Regions from separate parts of the Mus musculus genome. Here region 2 is linked to region 1. The links are chromatin contacts, called in public Hi-C maps. All regions are on one chromosome and are shown on one strand. Each heading gives the region's core, a stretch centred on a gene start, on an enhancer-like site or on the middle of the called end of the contact. The rest is flanking DNA. Distances are from core to core; before and after follow the strand shown.

Region 1 (5,773 bases), core at 1,642-4,141:
TTATTTCTTGGTTTGTGTAAGTATGTAACTAGGAACTTATTGCAAAACCTGTTTCCTCATCTAGAAAAGAAAGTTCAATAACTACCAAGTATTTACTTTAGGGCCTAGTACATAGTACAATATCTCAATAACTATTGCCACTGACAAAGTTAAATCAGTAATCAGTCAGGTCAGACTCCCAAATCCCATGAACTCTTTCTATTACAATTTTCTGTTAACTGTCAACACACATTCTTTCTTTTTTCTTTTTCTTTGAGACAGAGTCTCATGTAGCCCAGGTCATCCCTAAACTAAGTCTGTAGCTGAGGATGCCTTTAACTTCTGATTCCCCTGCACAAATAAATTACAAGCATTTGGCACCACATCCAGGATTGCACCCAGGGCCTCAGGCATAGTAGCAAGCACTTTACCAACTGAGCTACATCCCCAAGCCCCAACACTTATTCACAGAAGAATCGATATTTGAAAAATAAACATTTGGGGCTGGAGAGATGACTCGGCAGAGCACTGGCTGCTGCTCTTCCATAGGACCTGGGTCGAATTCCCAGCACCCACGTGGCAGCTCACAACTACAGTTCCAGGGGATCTGATCCCTCACACAGACAGACATTCAGGCAAAACACTAATGCATAACATAAAAATAAATTATTTTTTTTAAAAAAAGAAAGAATCATTTGGGAAACTGGTATTACATGGTTATTAGGGGCAAACTAAACATGTTGAACTATGTTAGTGCTAATATCTGATAACAGAACCAAGCACTTCATAGGACATGAGATTTTCTTTCTACTATCTATGAAACTACTTTAATGCCAATATAGGAATTTATATAACTAATTCTAATTCTAAATTAAATTCTCAAACTAATTCTAAATTAAAATTTCAATTTCTGTTACTGGTTGGCCTGGGCTAAGAAATCAATCATAGCGCTCCATCAGCTTGAAGCTTATCAACTTTGTTTTCAAAACTACACTGCCACGTAATATTTTCATCTGATTACAACCGTACTTAAATGAAACATATAAATTATCACTTTTCCTGCCTAATCCCATAACCAAAACAAGCACTGCTGTTCTAACAACGTTTAAAAATCTCAACTACTCCATCCTCTACCTAAACTAGTGACAAACGACTGGGGAGTGGGGAGAGCAGACACCAGGAAACACCAGGAAACGGAGTAAACAGTATCCTCCCTGCTAAACTTAGTGCTGCTGCCTGTAACACAACTACTCAGAAGGCTGAGGCAGTATCATCTTTTTTCCTCTTCTACAACTGTCATTAATGGGTTTACCATCTCAAAAAGAACTTCCAGAAACTGATGTACTTTTGAAGTTGTTGGACAAACCCTGATGGGATGTCCACACAATCTATCTTAGCAACTACAGCCTATTCAGCAAAGCAACAGTCCTCAAAAAGAATGCTACACATATATTCCAGGAAAACAAAACTGATGCCAGTTTTAGCAAAAAAGGTTTGGTTCTAATCAAAGGTGGAGCCCGTTTAATGACGTGCTGGCCCTTCCAGAATAAAATCGCACTGGAGCTAGAAAGATGGCTCAGCAGTAAAAAGTGCGTGCTGCTCTTAGGACCTAACCACTGCAGTCAGCTCACAACCACCTGTTTCAAAGGGCCTGGCCTCCGAGGGCATCCACGCCTTTCACATACATACTCAAGCACACATGTAAGTAAAAACAAATAAACTTTCACATTAGCCTCAAACCCTCTATAATTGTATTCGTCACGAAAAGGCCCCACATGTCTTGGATTTAAACAATCCTGCAGTCCTGCTTCACAGATCAAAAAAAAAAAAAATCACCATTAACATACTCAAACGTGTTCCATTCAGTTCAGAATCACATAAATTTCTGGGTTTATGACTCCAGAACCATTCATTTTGCACTAATACAAGCCACTAAATATAGCTCTAAAACATTAATGACTGGGAGCTAATTATGTAAGTGATTCATACCTCTTATGTATCCAGACACCAAGATCCTAGGGTGCTTCTGTCAGACCTAAGGGGGAAATAAACAATGAACACCTGTCACAAAAGCCTTCCAAACTGGGAAGCCCCAAACAGTTACTGTCAGTCGACAAATGCTACTCCTTCCTCCACTCCCAACTCCACACCCCACCAGAAAAGCGATCAATCAGGCCCACAGTCTGTGTGAAGGCGAGGCCAGAGAGTACGTAGCGAAAAAAGGGTCTGGGCTTTTCTAGTCCTCACGGCCCTGCGTCTCTCCCTTTAATCTGGAGTGTTGACACCTCAAGTCCGCTTTCCTTTCTGGACTTCGGTTATCGGTGTAGAGTGTGCTGATAGTAGGGTGATTTACTCGTCGGTGGCTGGGGCCGAACTAGGCTTCGGACAGTCAGCACCGGCACGGACCCATCTGGGGCCCTTCCCACATTCTTGCTCCGGGCACATCACCTTCTGGACTTTCTAGAGCGGCTGGCCTAGCGGGGCCGGCCGGCACGCAGAGGGTGCACTCCAGACCTCCACACGTACACGTGCTCCCAGACAGTGCCGGGTCTCCGCACCCCTCTCCCTGTCACACACATACCCCTTCCCAGAGAGGTGATGTCCGATTCGAGTCGAGGAAGCAGCCACAGACCCACCTGGTACCCGCCACCCGGGCGACGCCGTTCGCCTCCTCCAACCTCCCCATCACCTTCGCCTCCCGCCCCACACCCCGCTCGCCCAGTCACTCACCAGCCGCGCCGCCGTGCCGCCTTCTCCGCGGCCTCCCGGCCCGGGCAGCCAAAAGGCCGCAGGGGGCCGGGGGGCCGCTTTCGCCACCGCCGCCGCCTCTCCTCAGCCCAGCCCCATCACCCACGGCCGGCGCCGGCGGCCGCGGGTCGCTCGGGCTCGAGGGTCCGCCGCCACGCGTCGCGGCTCCGGCTGTGGGAACAGAGGCGCCGCGGCGGGGCCCGGGCCGCACCGGGCTCAGGGGCGTCCGCGCTCCGCTGTCGGCGCCCGGGGCGGCGGCGGCGGCGGCGTGCAGCCGGGCAGGGCGAGAACAAGGGAGCGCGGCGCGGAAGACCGGCAGGGGAGGAGGACGGTCTGTGCTGCGAAGCGGTCTCCCGCCGTCGGCGACGAAGCGGACCCCCTCCCCGCGGCCACGGCGCCCGGTCACGCTGCGGGGAGGGCCGGCGGGCACACGGGGAGCGCCCCGCGAGCTCAGGACTCCCGCGCCGGATGTGAGGTCACGTGATTGCCTCATCCCAGCGCCCAGCGCGGAGGGGCCGTCAGGGGGCGGGGCGACCCTCCGGTCCCGCCCACCTCCTCGCCTACGGGGCCCCCAGCCCGCCTAAGCGAGAACTGCTAGCGGGATGCTGCTCAGGACTCATTTTGCGGGAGGCGATCAACTTAGGTGTCGCTTCCCATGCGAGGAGATCGTAGTCCAAACCCCCATTTTCTAAACAAAGACACTGAGGCCCAGTGGTAAGTGCAGGCTTGTCTAGGGTGGCAATCATAAAGGACGCCTGTGCTGGCAAGGTGGAGAGCAAAGTCCTAGCTCTGGACCCAGATTCTTTCCCTCCTTTATCCCCACCTATACCAAAAAGAACACTTTAATTCCAATGGAACTCCTGGCCCAGCCCACGGGCGTGGGACAGAGAACAGTCAGGTAGGTAAGAGAGCTTCCATACGGAAGACAGCCGGGTCTCAGAGAGGAGTTTCTTCCGACAGAGCTGGAAGCAAATTAAATACTTCCCTCCACAGGAGATTTATCTTGGGGCACTGCCTCGCCCGGATGTTCAAATCGCGGTTTTGGTTTTCACTGCCTTCCGCTCCCTGTCGAGCGCGGGAAGCTGAGCCTGCCACCTGCTGCCTCCAGCTCCGCCATCTTTCCACTCTGAGTCTACCTCACCTGCATCCCAGACGCCTGGCCATCTTTGTTCTCCTACCTTCCTACAAACATAACTTTTAGCTGCTTGACTGTCTTAGAGGAGGGAACAGCTGTGTTCAGCTCCTGTTCCCATACTTGGGCACCGTCCACCAGAGGCATGGAGCATCCTGCCTCTTGGTCCGCAGCAGAGAGTAGCACCTCATTTGGGTCGGTAATGTGCCCCAGATACGTGGCCCTAATACACTTCAATGGGAACAGTAAGGATGCTGATCCTGCTTTCCAACCGCAGTGGTGAAGGGCTGGATGGCAACCACGAAATTCTTTTTACCAGGTAATGTGGACATCACAGTAAATGACGATGAGCCACAGCTGTGGCTTCCCAGCTCCTGCTCCCCATTGGGTTTCAGCCCTCCGTGTGTTCCCTAGCTCACTTGTGTTGGAGTACGTAAGTAGTCTAGGATTGAGGAAGTCTGGGTAGAACTGAAAAAACCCTGCACACACTCCTGACAGCTTCCTTAGCAGTTGGTTATTTACCTCGCAGATTTTAACAAGCACAAGCCTCTCCTGGTCCTATAAATAAAACTGTCAAGCCAACCATCCACTTAGAGTGCCCTCTTCAATTAGCCATCAAGTGTTTCTGACCCTCTTATGCACACCTCTTAAACAGTGGGTCTCCCCCTGGCCTGCCTGTACTTCCTCATTCCTCAACTCGTGGCAAACTAACCACACACACACACACACACACACAGAGAGAGAGAGAGAGAGAGAGAGAGAGAGAGAGCTCAACTGACAGTAACCCTTGACCTTGTCATCCACCATTGCAGAACTGTCCTCGGTACTACCTCTCAGCATCTCTCTGCCACATTTGACACTGTGGGTGTTCTCACCTTCTGAAATTACTCTACTGCCTCAGCTTGCAAAGGATTTTGCTCTCCCAGTTGTCAAGTCTCTGTAACTAAGACCTCTCTGCCTTCCTCCGTGGCACCAGTTGTGAAGCAGCACCTGAAATGCAGGGCAGCACCTAAGCCCCACAGCTGTGCCCACTCGGCTGCACTCAACTCTGGGAGGATCAGCTCCACCCTTGGCTTTGAACTCCCACATCAGCCAGATGCCTTTTACCAAACAGAGACTCAAATATCCAACGGCTTGTCATGCATCTCTATGGAGAGCTCACCAAGAAACACCAACAGTTGTCCAAAACCCTCTGCCTTTAAAACTGCCCCTCCCAGAACTATGAGCACTGCCATCACATAACCATTTGAATTAGGAAATTAGGAATAGATGAGTCACCCATGATGAGTCACCAAGCCCTATCTGTTTCACGTCAAATTCCTACCTCCATTCCTCTGGCACCCATTCTTTCTAAGCTATGCCTCTTTGGCAGCCTCCAACGGCCTTCTTTGGATGAACACATCCTCCACACTGCCTCCAAAGTCCTGTCTAAAATGCACAACTACTTAAAGTCCTAAGGTCAATGCACTCAGGTTTTTTTTTTTTTTTTTTTTTTTTTTTTTTGGTTTGCTATTACATGTATTTGTGGGGGTGAGGGACACATCATGGCACAAGAGCAGATGTCAGAGGGCAATCTTATTATGGAGTTGGTTCTCTGGTTGCATGCTGTGGGTCCCAAGGATGGAACTCAGGTGGTCAGGCTTGGTACCTGCCTGCCATTCCACAGGCCAGCACTGGGGTTTTAAAACACAGTAGGAGCCGGGCGTGGTGGCACACACCTTTAATCCCAGCACTCGGGAGGCAGAAGCAGGCAGATTTTTGAGTTCAAGGCCAGCCTGGTCTACAAAGTGAGTTCCAGGACAGCCAGGGCTATACAGAGAAACCCTGCCTCAAAAACAAGACAAAACAAAAACAACAACAACAACAAAAATCAAACAACTTGGACTATAGGAGACCCTGTGTCAAGACAACAAA
Region 2 (4,956 bases), core at 2,094-4,593, 210 kb after region 1:
ACATTGCGTAAGCCAACAGCCACAGTAAAGAAGGAAGGGAAGTGGGGGGGGGGGGGAGATTAAGTTTAATGCAATGCCTTCGATCTACCTCACAGTAGCCTAAATGTTGTTACTCAGCATGGAATTCATATACAATTATTACAACTTTTTGGTCTAATTAAGTCATCAAAAAGCACATTTGTGGTGTACTTCAACTTGAGTCAACCACCTCCTGGGTGCTCGAGAGCCACGCACACCAACTTTACCAGACTGTGCAAGCATCTCTTTGAGTGCCTGGCTCCCTCAGATGTTCGGTGTTCATGGCTATCCCCGAGAAACATCTTCCAGCTTTGAAAGCAGCCACTTTCACTCCTAGTACTGCCTCCTGTTCACCAGCGACTTAGCATTTTATTCCTTTTATTAGGCATTTTATTCCTTGGGTGTTGGTCATCTGCCTCTCCACAGGCTATCACTCCCAGGAAAGCAAACACCCCCAGCTGCACTACTGCTCAGCCTCCAGCAATGTCATCACCACAGCAGACTCTACAAATATTTTTTCAAAGGATTCCAGAGTCACCATTGTCACCTTGAAGTCCGTGTCCAGTGAGTGGGACAGCGGGGGAGGAGGAGCACTATGCAAAACACACAGTGGCAGAAAGCCAGTTCAAAAGCCCTCTAGGAGGCTGGTTCTCAGATGCCAAGTGAGAGGCTGGCACTCCTGCTGGCAGCGTTTCTTTTCAGCTGTGACTTGGTGTATTGATTCAATCGCCGGCTTGTCCAGTTTTGTGAGAAACAACCTCACCAAGCGGCACTTCCGCCTGCCGCCAGTAGATGGAGTAGCGTCATTGAAAATTCAGCCCATAGTGTCTAACCAGTTTCTCCAAGGACCCTGCTGAGCGGTTCTCTGTGAACCTGCTTGTCATCTGCTCCTCCCTCTCACCGAGGGTCTGCGACCTCAGAGTTCAGCGAGGCTGGCCAGGTTCTCCAGACGGCAAGGTAGGTAGACCCCCCAAAGGCTATCCAAGGTCCAGGTCTGCAGGAGATATAAAGGTTTCTTCCTTCCTGGGTCTTAGAGCACAAGCCCAGGACGTGACTCACACATGGGGTGTTCCCATTCACCTAGAACCTTTCTGCTCTTCCAAGATCGAAACAAGCTTATTAAACAGGTAGTTAGGCATGACACAGCCTGTACCTCTGAGACTGGTGCTCTGGCTGCCACCAGAGAGCTGTAGTGGATGCTTCCTTATCGCTGCTTCTCTCTGGTTTCTCTGTAACTGGGTGTAGCCCATAGTCATACCTTCATTGGAGATGAGACCAGCTTTGGTCCTCTTTTTGCTCCCCGAAGCCCTTCTGGCCCTCAGACATCCTGGACACTTGGCAATGTTAACTTCTTGGATATGGGCTCTAGTTTAGAATTTAGAGTTGGGGATTATAGAGGATCACTCAGCTGAAGGCTAAGTTGGCATGCTTTCCCCAGAATATTTTGTTCTTTCGAATTTGCAAGTTGTCATTATTGGCATTGAACAATAATTTCTATTGTGTGCACACACAAATACGCACAATATTGCAGTCCCTTTGGCAGAAAAGAAACATCAATGTTGGCATGATGGATTATTATAATTCTGGTTTGTTCCATCCTGGTGTCTGGTATTCCCCCCCCCCCCCCCGCCTTAGCCCACCCACACAGCTGGCAAGTTGGGCACTAGGACCCTCGTTAACGGCCAGTCAGGAAAAGGCCATTTCTTCCTACAGAGAGAGAGGGTTTTAAATCCATTATAGGACATTTCTTTGATGGGGAAACATTTCTTTATTGTTATCACTGACTCTGTCGAATCTCATACAAGTGTCTGCATTTTAATCTTGGCATTGCATCATCCTCTGCTCTCAGAGAGCCCTCCAATCCCCCTCCCACTTGGGGAAATCATCTTTCAAACATCGCTTGCTCCCTGGATCCTCTTTAATTTTCTTAGTCACTGGGAACTCTCTTTTCTCTTTTCCCAGATTCTCATAGGACTTTGGGCTTTTCTGGCTGAAGTTAACCCAGCAAAAAAAAAAAAAAAAAAAATATATATATATATATATATATATATATATATATATATATATGTTTGCTCGGATGTCTCATTCATCAAATAGAAGTCGTTTAGCTTTTACTGGTTGGCCCCTGGGTGTCCAGAAGGTTGTGGAGGGTTCAGAGGGGCAAGCCGGCGAGTGAGGGTATCTTGTCTAGAGCTAGACATGGTGGTGCATGCCACAATGTGGAGACGGAGACAAGAGGATCCAAATGTGCGTAGAGCCTGATCGAGGTAACCAGATCCTGTCTCAGGGGAGGGAAAATAAAGGGGAACAAACAAACCCCACGTTGTCCAGTTAGCTCGTGAAAAAAGAGTATGAAAAGTATCATCTGAGTTTTTACTAAGCATTGTCACCCAAATTGCATCAGTGATGGCTCTACAAACAGCAGCACAGCCTTACTTAGAAACTTCATATGTCTCGAAAAAGTGCCTTACTCTGAGGGTCTGTGGCAGTTTGGGTCGGGGGTGGAAACTGGAAGCAAGTAACTTAGGGACCATTCACTACTGTGTTCAATATTGTTCATGGCAGTCATCTTAACCACGAACTTTCCACTACCTGCTTGCTGCTCACCGGCGGATAAATGGCACCAGGAGAAGAGTAACAGGCAAAAAATTGATTCTCTTATAGTTTGCCCCCCCCTCCTGATTCCCCCCCCCCCCCCCCCCAGTTTCTCTGTGTAGCCCTGGCTCTCCTGGAACTCACTCTGTAGACCAGGCTGGTCTCGAACTCAGAAATCCGCCTGCCTCTGCCTCCCAAGTGCTGGGATTAAAGGTGTGCGCCACCACCGCCTGGCTCTTTATTTTCCTTAATAGATGATTATTAAAGAATAATAGTAAACAGAACCTGCAAATTCTCTTGAAGTTGTCACAGAAGGAACACAACAACAGTCACCACAACGACAAAATACTACGCAATTTTCCCCAGAGCCTACAAGCTCAACTTCCACCGCCTCCTCCAGAAGTTTCGATCTAGACGTAGACTTATTCAGCGAGTTGCAATTTAGCCTAGGGTGGAGTGTCAAAGTTTAAGTTCCTCTTGCTATCTATCGGGTAACTCCAGGTCTTTTGGTTTCTATAGCTAAAAGAGATGCTGGTAAATTTGGAACGTGGTTGCCTAAGTGGACTAGTCTTCCCTTCTCTCGACCAGTGCCTGCAACCTGGTCCCTTTAAGAGACCAGAACTGCGTCCGGCGTCGCAGCCCTAAAGGGATCCTCTCCTGTGCTCCTCCCCTGTCCGCGCGGTGAATGGTTCGTGCCGGCCTATATTAACCCGAGATCTTCCTCCCGGACGGCAATGATGTGAAGCGAGCAAGTCGGCTACCGCGCGCACGACCACAGAGGGCGCGCTGCAGATCGCCGAGAACCCCGAAGCGGAGCCGGACACCCCCGGAGGGAAGCAATGAGGTAGCGGCAGTCCCCGGAGCGGACGATGTGCGCGTCCTGCCCTCCGAACCCCGCGCTACCTTGGCCGAGACGGCCGAGCGCGAGTCTCCGGCGTCCCCTCGGAGCGAGGATGCAGTGAGCTGCGGGACCGCTGTGCTTGGCCCGCCGCGGCCAGCCAGACCTCTCGGACCACACTTGGGGCAAGCTGCTTATTCAGGGACCAGTCCAGCCAAGGGGCTCGCCCTCTTCTGCACCCACTGGGGGTGGGGAGCACCGGCCCCTGGGCGCACTGCTGTAGTTTCCGCGGCTCCTGGCCCTGGCCCAAGACTTGTGTGTGTGTCACGTTCGCTGAAGAAGAGTTCCAGCTTATTTCTCTCACCATCCCGGTTGCTTTGGCCGAGCCGCCCACCTTTATTTATTTGTACGCACTCATTTGGCCTTTTTCTAAAATATTTTCCGCTCCGCTCTCTTATTTTGTTGCTTGTTTGAGACTTTTGTCCTGGTCCTCCTCATCTAGGCTTCTCTCTCTCTCTCTCTCTCTCTCTCTCTCTCTCTCTCTCTTTCCTGAATATTTTTTTCTAATATCCTACCCCAGTCCCTGCGGGGTTCCCAAGCACTATCTGGCCTCTCCTGCCTCCATCTCCCTGCCCCGGAGGTCCTCCCAGCCTGAGTTTTATTTTTCGAGCTTGCCCGGGCCAAGCGTAGCCTGGGTTGGTGGCCCTGCGGGGCTCTCACCCCGCGCTCGGCCACCGCCGCCCCAGCCACTCCCGGGCGTCCTCCGGAGATGCTGCCGTGGAAGAAGCACAAGTTCGAGCTGCTGGCCGAGGCGCCGCCGCGGCAGGCGTCCAAGCCTAAGGGCTACGCTGTGAGCCTGCACTACTCCGCGCTCAGCTCCTTGGCGAGAGCCTGCCCGGAAGGCGCGCTCAGCCGGGTGGGCAGCATGTTCCGCTCCAAGCGCAAGAAGCTGCACATCACCAGCGAGGACCCCACTTACACTGTGCTCTACCTGGGGAATGCCACCACCATCCAGGCGCGCGGGGACGGTTGCACTGACCTAGCGGTGGGCAAGATCTGGAGCAAGAGTGAGGCCGGCCGTCAAGGGACTAAGATGAAGCTGACCGTGAGTGCGCAAGGCATCCGCATGGTGCATGCCGAGGAGCGAGCGCTGCGACGTCCCGGCCACCTCTACCTGCTGCACCGCGTCACCTACTGTGTGGCAGACGCGCGGCTACCCAAAGTCTTCGCCTGGGTATACCGGCATGAGCTGAAGCACAAGGCGGTAATGCTACGCTGCCACGCGGTGCTGGTGTCCAAGCCGGAGAAGGCTCAGGCCATGGCTCTGCTGCTTTACCAGACATCAGCCAACGCTCTGGCAGAGTTTAAACGTCTCAAGCGGCGGGATGATGCGCGTCACCAGCAGCAGGAGTTGGTGGGCGCACACACCATCCCACTAGTGCCGCTGCGCAAGCTGCTCTTGCACGGACCTTGCTGCTACAAGCCGCCAGTGGAGCGCAGCCGCA

The links. A called contact is a pair of places that touch in the nucleus more often than the background predicts.
Region 2: a Hi-C map of neutrophils shows a contact between it and region 1, with 3 times the contacts expected there. The contact joins the promoter of Fam43a here to the promoter of Atp13a3 in region 1. A contact is called at or near these places in 1 of 39 promoter capture datasets (hippocampal neurons), 6 of 484 Hi-C or Micro-C datasets (the Ba/F3 cell line, CD8 T cells, LSK cells and 3 more) and 2 of 115 datasets of contacts at active chromatin or transcription factors (memory CD8 T cells and pancreatic cancer cells).

What each region holds. Positions count from the first base shown.
Region 1 is chr16:30,385,639-30,391,411 of GRCm38.p6, forward strand. It overlaps Atp13a3 (ATPase type 13A3), which reads right to left and starts at 2,892. Exons shown (of 34, transcript NM_001128096.1): 1 at 2,710-2,892; 2 at 1,969-2,014.
Region 2 is chr16:30,596,380-30,601,335 of GRCm38.p6, forward strand. It overlaps Fam43a (family with sequence similarity 43, member A), which reads left to right and starts at 3,344. Exons shown (of 1, transcript NM_177632.3): 1 at 3,344-4,956. The coding sequence starts at 4,221.